Regions from separate parts of the Mus musculus genome. Here region 1 is linked to region 2. The links are chromatin contacts, called in public Hi-C maps. All regions are on one chromosome and are shown on one strand. The core of a region is the stretch at or near the end of the contact, and the rest is flanking DNA. Distances in the headings are between cores, read along the strand shown.

The links. A called contact is a pair of places that touch in the nucleus more often than the background predicts.
Region 1: a Hi-C map of the N1E-115 cell line shows a contact between it and region 2, with 2.8 times the contacts expected there. The contact joins two enhancer-like sites. A contact is called at or near these places in 2 of 484 Hi-C or Micro-C datasets (the 3T3-L1 cell line and the N1E-115 cell line) and 1 of 115 datasets of contacts at active chromatin or transcription factors (embryonic stem cells).

Annotation. Positions count from the first base shown.
Region 1 is chr4:47,994,372-48,000,328 of GRCm38.p6, forward strand. No RefSeq gene overlaps it. Among named protein-coding and RNA genes, the nearest start is that of Gm52735, 32 kb to the left of the region's middle. Within about 2 kb of position 4,145, at least 4 of the 459 cell types and tissues checked have an H3K27ac peak or open chromatin away from gene starts, as enhancers often do. A contact at or near this core is called in the N1E-115 cell line, where this site is marked.
Region 2 is chr4:47,650,440-47,656,454 of GRCm38.p6, forward strand. No RefSeq gene overlaps it. Among named protein-coding and RNA genes, the nearest start is that of Gm32544, 15 kb to the left of the region's middle. Within about 2 kb of position 1,707, at least 11 of the 459 cell types and tissues checked have an H3K27ac peak or open chromatin away from gene starts, as enhancers often do. A contact at or near this core is called in the N1E-115 cell line, where this site is marked.

The DNA.
Region 1 (5,957 bases), core at 2,895-5,394, 350 kb after region 2:
CCTCCCTGCTGAGAGGGTTTCACAGTACTACAAGGTACTATGCCAGCTTCTGGGGAAGAGGACACTAAGGGTCACAATCAGCTGTGAACCTCACCATAATAGCGGGTTTCAGGGCGTGTGTCCACTGGTGTAGTAGTGGGATGACTATTACAGATGTTATCGACCACCTTTTGATTGTATGAGGACCACTCCATAGGCAGGAATTCTACAAACCTAGTCGAGAGCCAACAGTTGGGGAGATCAGAGGCCCTGGAGGGTAAACCTGTAACTATTGTCTTTGCAACTTGACACAGTGCCAAATTGTCTTCTAAATAACTTAGGCTTATTCGAGTAGATTGATGCTGTTCTCAGCCTTGATCAGAGAAGCTCTCATTTGTAGTAGTGATCAGCAGTTATAACCAAGATCCACAGTCGGCCAACAAGTGTTTGGAGAACACACCCCTAAACAGGACGCCCATATTAACTCCCTCAAAACTCTGAGAATAGCATGGAAAGAGTGGGTGGACAAAGCATGAGAGTCAGAGGCCAGGAAGGAGTGCTGCAAAACTGCCTTCTGGGTGTGCTATGCCACTGTACCCAAGAACTCACTGCCTTTGGGACTACTGCACAAGACATGGATAAGACTGGGCCCATCACCATTTCAGCATGTATGGAGAAAGGGTTTATTAGGCCCATCCTTCTAAGGGATTAATTGGAAATTAATGGTTGCTGGAGAAAAGTGTGTAATTCTCTTATGCCAATGGTTCTCAACCTTCCTACTGCTGCCACCCTTGTATTGTAACCCACAACCATCAAATTATTTTGTTGCTATTTCATAACTGTACTTTTGCTCCTGTTATGAGTTGTATTGTAAATATCTGATGTGCAGGATAACTGGTATGTGACCCCCCCCCGGGGGTCACAACCCACAGGTTGAGAACCGCTGTCGTAAGTAGTTGTACCCACTGAGAAGCTGCCTGTGTTCTAGTAAATAACCTCCCACTCCTGCTCACGCAAGCACAACAGCTCTACTCAGTGAGTCAATGAAAGAATTTAGACCTGAAAGTAGGAGGGTTGCTCGCCGGGAAAAGGAAGAGTTTTAGCAGGAAAGAGAGGGCTGTGAGAGCAGAAAATGGGAGGTGAAAATGACCAAAATTTCATTACATACTCATATGAAATTTTCAAAAAATAAAAAATAAAAACAAAAGAACCTTTGAGACAAGGTTTTGCCATGTTACCCAAAGCAGGCCCTAAATCTAGGGCTGGAATTACAGGCCCAGACCACCACACACAAATAGTCACATGTTGTTCGTTCATTTGTTTCCTAGGACTGCCACAATAAATTGTCATAGAATCAGGTGGATTAAAACAACAGAAATATACTGTTTTACAGTTCCTGAGACTGGAAGTTCAAACTCAAGGTAGCAGCAGGGCTCCAGGGAGGATCTTGTCATGCTCTTTCTAACGTTCAGTAATTCCCAACAGTATGGGGCTCTCCTTGATTCTTGACCTCCATACCCAATCCCTGCCTCTATTGTTTTGTGGTTTTCTCCTTATATCTATGTACAAATTTCCCTCTTTTTTGAGGACACTGGAGTCTACCCAATCAAAAATCACCTCATCCTAAATTATTTGCATCTACAAAGACTCTTTCAACAAGGTCATATTTACAGGTTTCAAGAATAAGGATTTCAACATCTGTGGTTGAGACCATTTGACTCACAATGGTAGCTATGAATAAATCTGCATTTTCTCCCTGAGAGATATGGCCAAAGACTACAGTAGGGAATGTAGAGACACGTTTCCAACTCTGGTGGTTCAGTAGATTTTACCAGTAGACCTCAAAAAACTTTCTCATAAGGTGAAGGTAAGCACATAGAGTTGCAGCCTTTTAATGGGTTTAGGAGATAAAAACAGAGTGGATATCCACCTATATATTACATTTTTTTTACCTATTGTTAATCAATTTTTTTAAAAGGTTACAAACTGCATGTGGGGGTGCAGGCCTTTAGTTCCAAGGAAACCCAGGAAACAGAGACAATGGAGCTCTGTGATGTCAAGACCAGTCTTTACAGTGAGTTCCAGGCCTGTTGGAGCTACACAGTAAGACCCATTTGTCTGTCTGTCTGTCTAGAAGGATGGATAAATGAATCAAACTCCATTGCAAACAAAATTTGACAACTAGGCCATTTCAAAGGTAAGAATTCCTAGGAATTTGACTATTAATCCTGTTTCTCTGTTTTACTAAGAGCAAAAACTCTTGTTATTCAATCCATGATATTTAAATGTTATTGGATCAACCTTGAATGAAATAACTAGCGACCAACACTGACCAGATGCTGATTATGATACGGATAACGGTGGTAACGTTGATAACAATACATCTAAAGAGACAGCACTAAGAATTTGGTAGCCTTTGTTTTTATCAGATGCAATAACTTAAAAGTAGGCAAATGCATTCTAGTGTTTATCATCCCTTACATAATAAGTACAGATAGAGATCTAGAGCTTATTTTTAAAATAAAAAAAATTAACTAAGGCTCAAAATAAATATATTCATCAAGGAACAATAGTCTTGTAACAATGTTGCCTCTAGCAAAGTACCTTGGAGTGATGAATCACTGTACTTGCTGATCTTACAAGTTCACATGTAATTACAGAGGCATGGAAGTTGGGGGCTGGTGTGGCTGTTTCACACAGAAACCTAGCAGCAGACATCTAATAAACACAGAGAGGTTTGTACTCAAATTATGTAAGAATTACAACAACCCTACCAGGAAAAAAAAATCTCTAGTCAAACTGTAAACTGATTTTTCACTTCCGTTTCTGAGTCATTTATTGCAAATAGCAATCCCAAAATAAAAGCACACAATTGGGAAGGGAATCAAGCTAATTTTGTAAAATATATATATATTAAACTATTGATTTCCAGAAAAACAGGATCTATCTTCCCCTTCCCTCCCCTTTTCCTCTACATATTTATACATCTGAATAGATTTGTTATATATAGTCTTTAGTGTATATGTTTACATATACACAGGGAGAGAGAGAAAGAGAGAGGGAGAGAGAGGAATCTTAAGACAGATACATAGATTTAAATGAGAAAAGTTTACAGGGAATATTTTTTAAATTACTAATAATGTCTTTTTCTTTTATCTTATATTAATTAAAACCTCCAGATGCCAACTTTTAGTTTACATTTGTGCTTATGTCTTATAATACATGCTGCTCCTTTCTTTTAAAAATTAAGATCTGAATGAGGTCTCTGTTTACCAAAGCCCAGCTCTACAGCCCTGCCATCTTGCCTGATTCCGAGAGCTAGCTGACCCTCTGCATCCCTTTCTTCACAGCCTTATTTCCTGCACTTAACTATGGGCTCCCCACTCAACTGTTTATCTGTTGGAACTTACTGTCACCATCAAGACCTGGACCTCTCAACTTCAACTGATCATCTTCAAATGTTGCAAGATGCCCAGTAAACCTCTACCCTGGTACCAACAAGCAAAACAGAGAATGAAAACACCCACTTTCCAGAAGCAAACAGAATCAAAAATATCTCCATTCCTAAAAATGTAAAAGCTCCAGAAATGAGTTTCTATTCTCCTTAGATACCTAGGTGCCTGCCCAGGTGTAGCTCTTTCTTCGATATGTCTGGTCCCCAGGCAACACAAAAATCTGCCAGTTTTTCACAGAAACCTTCCATGGTTGTTCTGTAACCTCAACTACTCTAGATCCATTGATTCTAATAAGTCTCCTTTTTCCATAATATCTGTGAATCGAGCCTCAGCTGGACATGTTAACTCAATGGGCTTGGCATTCCTAGCTGTGTTGAATGAAATCAGAAGTGTAGCGTTTTGGTGACTTAAGATGACAAACATTCCATGCCTGTCAAACCAGGAGACCCAGGAGCTGGCAGAAAAAAAAAAGGAAAAAAAAATCCCTGAACTTTGCTCAAAGAAAGTTCTGAAACTAACTGATGATGTTTTGTTCTCTAGCAATCAGTCAATGGTTCCTCTGAGTCATCTACGTTAGACAGAGATTGGCTATGTTGGTCAAAAGCTAAAAAGGCTAGTCGGGGCATTCTTCTGTGAGGCTGAGCCACCAGCATGACAGCCACAAAAGTCACATTGAGTATCACTGGGCAAGCAAGATCTTTGTCCAGAGACCAGCATGCTTGACTGAAAGGAGTTACTTTATAAATAATGTCTAGAGAAATGAGACTTCCCAGCACAGATCTGAAATGGCTTAATTTCGAACATGCATGCTGGCTAAATACAGTCTCATGCGTAGACAGATACATCATTGTTAAAGTGAGAAGAGAAAAACCTATTAGTGAAATTAAGGAAGACACATCCTTAACAGGCGTCCTGGTGTTCCATCTCACAGTTCTGGCCCCTTGCCCTTATGTGATGGATGAAGCTGATAATAGAAGAATTACAAACTGGGTATAAGGGCAACATTTTTCACTTGGAAAATCAAATTTGCTGAATTAGCAGCCACCAGCCCATTGGACGGGGAGCCCAGACATTGCACCACTTGTAAGAACAAATGCAGCATGATAACAGCGAACAGCTCGAGAAAGGGTGCAGAAGCAGCTCTCTCTTCAATTTGCTCGTCACACTGATGAGACTAAACAGAGCAGCCATTGCTTCTTCTCAACACCCACGGTGTTATACTTTCACCTCTTAAAGAAAAACTGAGTTTATATTTGCAGGAAATGACCAGCATGCCTAAAAGAGATGCCATAGGTAAATTCGTAATCCAGAAACTCAGTATCCACATTTCAACACCCCGGAGCACTGAACTTTGGTGTTCTTGAAATCAGTCATGGAAGTTATCCATAGCCACCGTCCATCACACATGAGTTTCATACATGATCAGAGCAGACCTTCAGTCAGTGTGCTGTGGAAATAGAACACAATAAGGAGGCCTGTGTGCACATGTGTCTGGGATTCACAAATGAGTTTCAGGAGGATAGCAGAGTCCGAGATACCCAGCAAGCTTTTCCATGCCTACAATAAAATATAAAAATCATGGCAAAAAATGTACAATGGGGGGAAAGATCATGATAAGTAATCTTAGATTTTATGCAAGTTTTTAAAGTAGAAGACAAAAGAATCAAAATGCAAAAGACAAATACAAATGGGATGAGATAGAGTAAACATAACTGACAAAGAATCAATATGGCCAGAGAATGCACAGACTTATAAACAAGCTATGAATGACATAAGTAAATACTGCACCAATGTAGCAGTGCCATTCACAAACACAGAAACGTGTTAAATCCCACTTACCCAAAACGAAAAGACTAATATGAATAAGACTTTTTTTTTTGCTTACCCAACTAACAATACTTTTTTTTCAAACAATACTTAATTATACATCATCCCTGCCAAGATCAGTAGAAAGGAGATAGAGTGAGACTTGTGGTCAGACGGAAGCTGTAGGGAGCGGCCTCTCATCCTTCCTCCCTGTGGTGGTGCTGTGGTCAGAGGTGCTCCTGCATTCCAACCTGCAATCCTATGTCTCGACAGGCACCCTCTAGATGATTGTGGACCTCACCTCCCAGGTCCAAGCTTCAGCCGTACTTTACTATACTAATCTTTTGTCAGTGACAATCTTTGACCTCAATCTCGGAGCTTGTGCCTCCTTGTCTCTTACTTAGAATTACTAACTTCTGCTGAATCTTCACAACCTGAACCCTTTCCTGCAAAGGCCATTGATATGTGCTCTTTCTATCTGGTAGAATGCCCTGGCCTGGCCTCCCCCTGTCCGATCTTGACATGTTGTAGTAGGACATTAATCTATATCATAGAGGGATGAAAAAGCAGCCAACCCTACTGTATACTGCCTCTGGCCCAGCATCACACATTATTCAATGGTGCGCGACAACTTCTGAGACCAGTGAGAAGCATCATTTCTGTCCTACCTGTGGGGAAGATGGAAAGGTACTTCCAGTCTCACATAGCTGCTGATTG
Region 2 (6,015 bases), core at 457-2,956:
CCTTCCTGTTTCCCATGATCCTCTTTCCCCCAAAAGGAAAATTCCAATTCAATTCTTCAAGATGTGATGCAGATGTTACTGTCTCTGTAAAGAGCCCTGGCTTCCCTTGGCTTCTTCTCTGTGTTTTCTCGGACTTTTAGTATTTGGGTCATGACTGAACTCCTGGTCTGTTCATTTCCTTATCTGTTCTGTCTGCTGCTTCCAAGAGTCTTTGCTTCTCTTGACTCAGAAACAGCCATGGAGCAACACTCAACCAAGTGCCTCGTCTCCACAACCTCTGCTTGTCAACTGATCTGTTGTGTACAGAACTTGAGTATTGATACTAAGAACAAATACCCATAGGTGGTCCTGCCCCATCATGAGGAATCTAGATTCTGAATGGCTTACTGTAGCCTGGCTGTGCTCCTTTGCTTATAAGTGGCCATGGTGTTAGGTTTTGGAAGTAAGTTTGACTGAGAACCAGAGAAAAGGCTTTGGAGGAGGAGCCTTCAGATCCCGTCTGAGTTCAAACTATGCACCTGATGATGTTTTCTAACATGAACTTTGGTAACTTGTCCCTATGCCATGCCACTAATGTTGGTGACGTTAAGGAAAGGAAGGGTCATAGTGCCCACCCCAGAAGGAATCAGGCAGCTTTAAAACAGACTTTCAAGGTACCTGACATAATGCAAGATGCAGAAATGGAGGCTCAGGAAAACAAAGGAAGCCGCCAAGTTTCTGGTTTTCCTAATTTAGTCTCACGTGTGTCTTCCCCCATCCACAGTCACTGGGTGACTATTTCAGAATGAAGAGAAACTGGGCTCGATCCGTATCCCCAGCTCATTCTCAAGCAAGGCAGCTACATGCTTCACCGGGAGAAAATACAACTTTGGATGGACCCTCATAAATGACAGCTCCCCCACACAAACTTTCGCACAGAATGAGAAAAGCCTCCCTTACAATGCAACCCGAACCAGAGGAAAGCAGCTGTGTGTTTGAAAACAAAATGAAAATTGAGTTCTCATGCACAATCCAAAAGTTAAAACTCCAGACAGTTAATGTGCAGTGATTGAGCATGCAAGACCACAGCTCTTCATCTCCGCCATCCTCCGAGGCGTAAACAAATCTGCTGATGTTGATGATACTGCTGAAAACATCACTAATCAAACCTTAAGTACCAAATACATTTAAGCACAGAGAGCTCCGGTTACAGTCAGCCTAGCTCCTGGGGAAGGAAATCGAAATCAGAGACCGATTTGAAAATGGCCAGAGCCACATGGCAACCTTGCAATAATTGGCCAGCATCCTTGAGGCAATGCTTTCTCTGAAGGACAGAGGCCTGAAATGCAAAAGGAAGTAAGGAAGAAATCCAGGAGGCGCGTGCTAATGCGATTTCAAACTGGAATTACATCAGCGGCTTTAAACAGATGGTAAAATGGGAAGAAACGTGTTAGCTCCTTTCCCTTACTTGGGTTTTCATTGTTTACATCATTAAAAATAAGAAGAGTTTAAAATAACGTGTATCATCACATAGCAACTTACAGGCAGGCCGGCTAGTTTGAGAAGAAGACTGCATTTGGTTGTTTTGAAAACAACTGGGTGAATTCAATTAAGCAACCAGCTGGTTATTTACAAAAGAGAATTGTGAGGCATGCTGGTTATGACTGGTCTGGGTATCCAGAACTGGATGATACAGAAATTGCTTTCCAAACAGTCCCGTTGCGTGTACGAAGGCCTGGGAAGGTTACAGCATCTCCTACAGCACACAGGAAGTTCCAGACTGATGGCCAAGTCCAAGGACGGCAAAGAAATGCCACCGTGTTGTGCTGTCAGACCTCAGCGATGTCACTACTTACCTGGGTGCTATCATTCCTTCTGTCTGACACAGAGTGTTAAAACTCTGAAGGTGGCAGCCTTCTCAGGGCACAGTGGGTGAACAAAAAACAATTTGCCAGCCCTGATCCAGGCCAATTCACTTACCTTTCCACTGAAGCACAGAGGCCCATTAATGATGCTGTGGTTTTCATCTTGTTGTCGTGGATGGCTTGCTTAGGATGTGTGTGTGTGAGCACGCAAGCATGCGTGGGTGCGTGCATGCGTGTGTGTGTGTGTGTGTGTGTGTGTGTGTGTGTGTGTGTAAGAGAAAGAGTGAGAGGGAGGGAGATTGATTCGATTAGGGCAGGGGGCAGCACCCCGTTGCCAAACACTCAAGCAACCCTGTGGTGGCAAAGTCCGTGTGGCCAGGAATGGAGACCTCTTGCCAACAACAACCCTGATTTACCATCTACTCAAATGGCCATTTTGAAAGCAGAGTTTCTCTTGCATGGCTTGCTTCCCAGGCTGAGGGAACTTGAAAACCAGAGTGGTCGTACACAAGATGTTATTAGAGCCCTGACCCCATCTTGGCTCACATGCCCTCCTAGAAAGGCTCTTATGGAGAGACAAGACAATCAGACTGACAGAAACCTTGTGCTGCTCCAAGATGAACTCTGGAGCCATCCAACCAGGTTGCTTCTGAGTTCCTGGTCCATAGACCCAACGAGATACCCTATTGTCCTGAGAATCAGTTCTGGGGTAATTAGCTACAGTGCAATGGTGGGTAATTAATGCAGAAGGAAGTGAGGGATGAGAGCTCTCTGTGTCTCTCTTAGGGGCTGTTTCCACAGAAAAACCTGCATGTTGGGTCATCGACTTTCTAATTTTTTAAAGTGGTTTGCTCTCTTCCGTCCATCACTCCTACAAATGATGAGTCAGAGGCAAACCAGTGCTGAGGTCCCCACTAGCAGAGAATGGGGACTCTGAGATCCCAGAAGTTCTGCCTCCTGTCCCTGCTTTATGGGAATTAGGATTTGGGACATGTGCTCTGAGATGAGGCCCTGGAGGCCTTACCCACATTAGCATCAACATGTCAGCGCCTCATTAACATTTCACCCTAAGCCTGCTGAAACCCTTTCATTGTTTTGCATACACTAATTGAAGGATTTACTGGAGGAGAGACAATAACAGGCAGTGTGTGTGTGTGTGTGTGTGTGTGTGTGTGTGTGGTTTCTTTCTTCTTATAACCTGCTTCCAATGCACCACAATTAATCCTACTGAACAAAATGGTATACTCCATATATATGTATATACACACATATATACATATATACATACTATACATAGATGATATGTATATAATTTTTGTGAATCTATAAGTATACGTTCATTGATTTTTAACAAATAACTAAGGGATATTTTAATTTGTTTTTAAGAATTAAAAGTTTTCCAAATCCTCTTTTTGGATCAGAATAAAATGTATGTTAAAAGATTTATTTTATTTTGTGTGTGTGACAATATACCATCAGTGTGTGGATGCCAGCAGATGCCAGAGAAAGTGTTGGTCCTTGGATCTGGGATTCCAGGACTTTGTCAGCCTCCTGGGTCCTCTGAAGGAGCAACAAGCACTCCTAACTTCTGAGCCAACTCTCCAGCCCCAGAGTAAGGTTTTTAAAAAGATTTATTTACTTATGTGTGTTTGTATGCATATCTGTGTCAGTATATGTGCATATGTGTGCAGGTACATGCCCTACACACACACACACACACACACACACACACACACACACACACACACACACACACGCTAGAAGTAGACACCCCTTTTCTGTAACTCTCCACTGATTCCCTTGAGGTAACACCTCTCCACAAACCTGGGCTTGTATTTTCTGGTCTGGGTTGGAAGCCAGCAAGCTCCAGCCATCTATCTCTTTTCCTTCAGGCGTTGTTGGCTATGGGACTTGACGTGCGGATGCTGGGAGCTGAGCTCCATTCCTCACGCTTCCAGTACAAGTGGTCTTAGCTGCTGAGCCATCTCTGCAGCCCAAGAATAAGTTTGGAAAAAATACCACTGGAACCTCAAATATTTGCTAACTTTTAAAATAATAATAATAATAATAATAATAATAGTAATAGTAATAATAATGATCTCACACATTTGTGTAGATGCTTCAATTTAAATATTTGAATGCTGTGCCTTTTTCTTGAAAGAATAGGATGTGAAATCTTTGTCTTAGAAAAGTATTTCTTAGAAATTGTCCAAGGCTGATGACCCAGTGTAATTGACTATAGTTTAAATGTATTCTATAGTCTTAGCTTGTCTAAATTAACAAATTGTCATTATTTTATTTTTCACAATCTTTTATTTCTCACAACCTTACTATTGAGATCTGCTCTCATCTACCAAATTAAGCCCTATTATAAAACCCAGGCCCAATGAGCAATGGAAAGGGAGAAATCAGAGAGCCTCTTGAAGGGAGAGACTGTCTGGGTAGCTTTCTCTAGTTGAGTCAATATTTAAAAATTAGTTTCAATTTCTCATTAAGTATTATTTTTAAAAAATATGAATGGCCGAAGACAACTACTACAAGCTTACACTGTGCCAGATATATGTCTAAAACCTTATGCACATTTAGTTATTCAATATGTGCCACAATGCCATGAAGTCAGTGTTAGTCTCCCATTTACAAAGGAGCAAACAGAGACACACAGAGATTGAGCGCTTAGCTTGAAGCCACATTGCTTATGTGCAGCAGAGCTGGGAGGAAACTAGAGAGCTTGTGCTTAATTCCCTGCTAAGTGGGAAAGGAAGCCTTAACAACAGTAGATGCGAACAACCTTCGTTCTGTTCGCTTTACGGCATCCAAACAGAAACACGCTAAAATAATTAAAAGATGGGGAATATCTGAGAGGGAGGAAACCATGGGGAAATGGCCATTTTCCACACTGTAGGACTCACGAGTATACTGTAGTATCAATGCGTCTCCCCTATTGTCTTCCTAGAGTGCCACTCACGCCCGTGTGCACTGTTGCACAGGGGATGTCGTGGTTACAGGAAAAACTGAAGTCGATTTGGATTGGGGAGGAGAAACACAATAACTTGCCTGGGAATCACTAGGGACGGGCATTGAGCACGGGGTTTACTCTGAAGCTGGTGCCTCCCTTGTAGGACTCGGCGCAACACCACAGAACTAGGTTATTGGAAGCCTCTGCATCAATGGTGGAGTATCGTCTCTTCTACTGTGTTTCCTGAGTCAGGGCGAGGCATGCCTAACTGGGGCAGTCAGATGCATATAGAAACAATGGGAAGTTACAGAATGTGTGCGATGTTGTTTATGTACAAATAAAACAGTACAGTGTGTTTCTATAGACACACATACACACACATAATATATTTGTGTCTATGGGCACATATCAAAATATATCAAAAAATTCTATAGAGTTGCATTGTCAAAGTGACATGGGGTTACCTTGAAGAGGTCAGCTCAGGAACTTTAGAAAATTCCACCAGACCCCTCCCGTCCTGGAAGTGAAAGGCCATAAAGAACATAGGCACCTCTGCCCTCTGGAAGGGAGGGGCCAATTACATTCCTCAGACCACAGGGAGGCAGGGCTTACCACTGGCCACCTGAGGGTAGAGGTAGACACATTCTGCAACCATTGGCCACCTACCTCATTGTCTATAGACCAACCAGTTTAAAAGTTACACTGTTCTGCCAATCACATTGTGCCTAATGGCTGCTGCCTTTATAAAGGATGGGCTGTGCATGGTCGTTCTCTCTCTATGTGCAGGGTACCCCAACATGTTGGAAAAATAAGTTCCTCTTGCTTTTTGCATCAATTCCCTGTGTTGTTTGCTCAGGGAGTCCAGGTAAGCTAAGGCTCGCCAGAGTCTTACAACCTTTAGGTAGTTGATAGATTTGAGGATAGTGATAGAAGAGGAATTTTTGATTCATCGACAATATTTTTAAGCTTTGTTTTCTTTTTATCATATTGTATTTATTTAGTGGGGGGAGGGACAAGCCACAGCATATGTGTAGAGGTCAGAGGACTCTGGTAGGGAAGTGAGCTTTCTCTTTCCCCCATGTGCGTCTTGGAGATCACACTCAGGTTGTGGGACCTGGTGGCAGGTACCGTGACCCACAGAGCCATATTATCAGTCAGCAGTAAGACTTTTAATGTCTTATAAGTAGATTTAAAGTGTTTATAATATTTTCTATG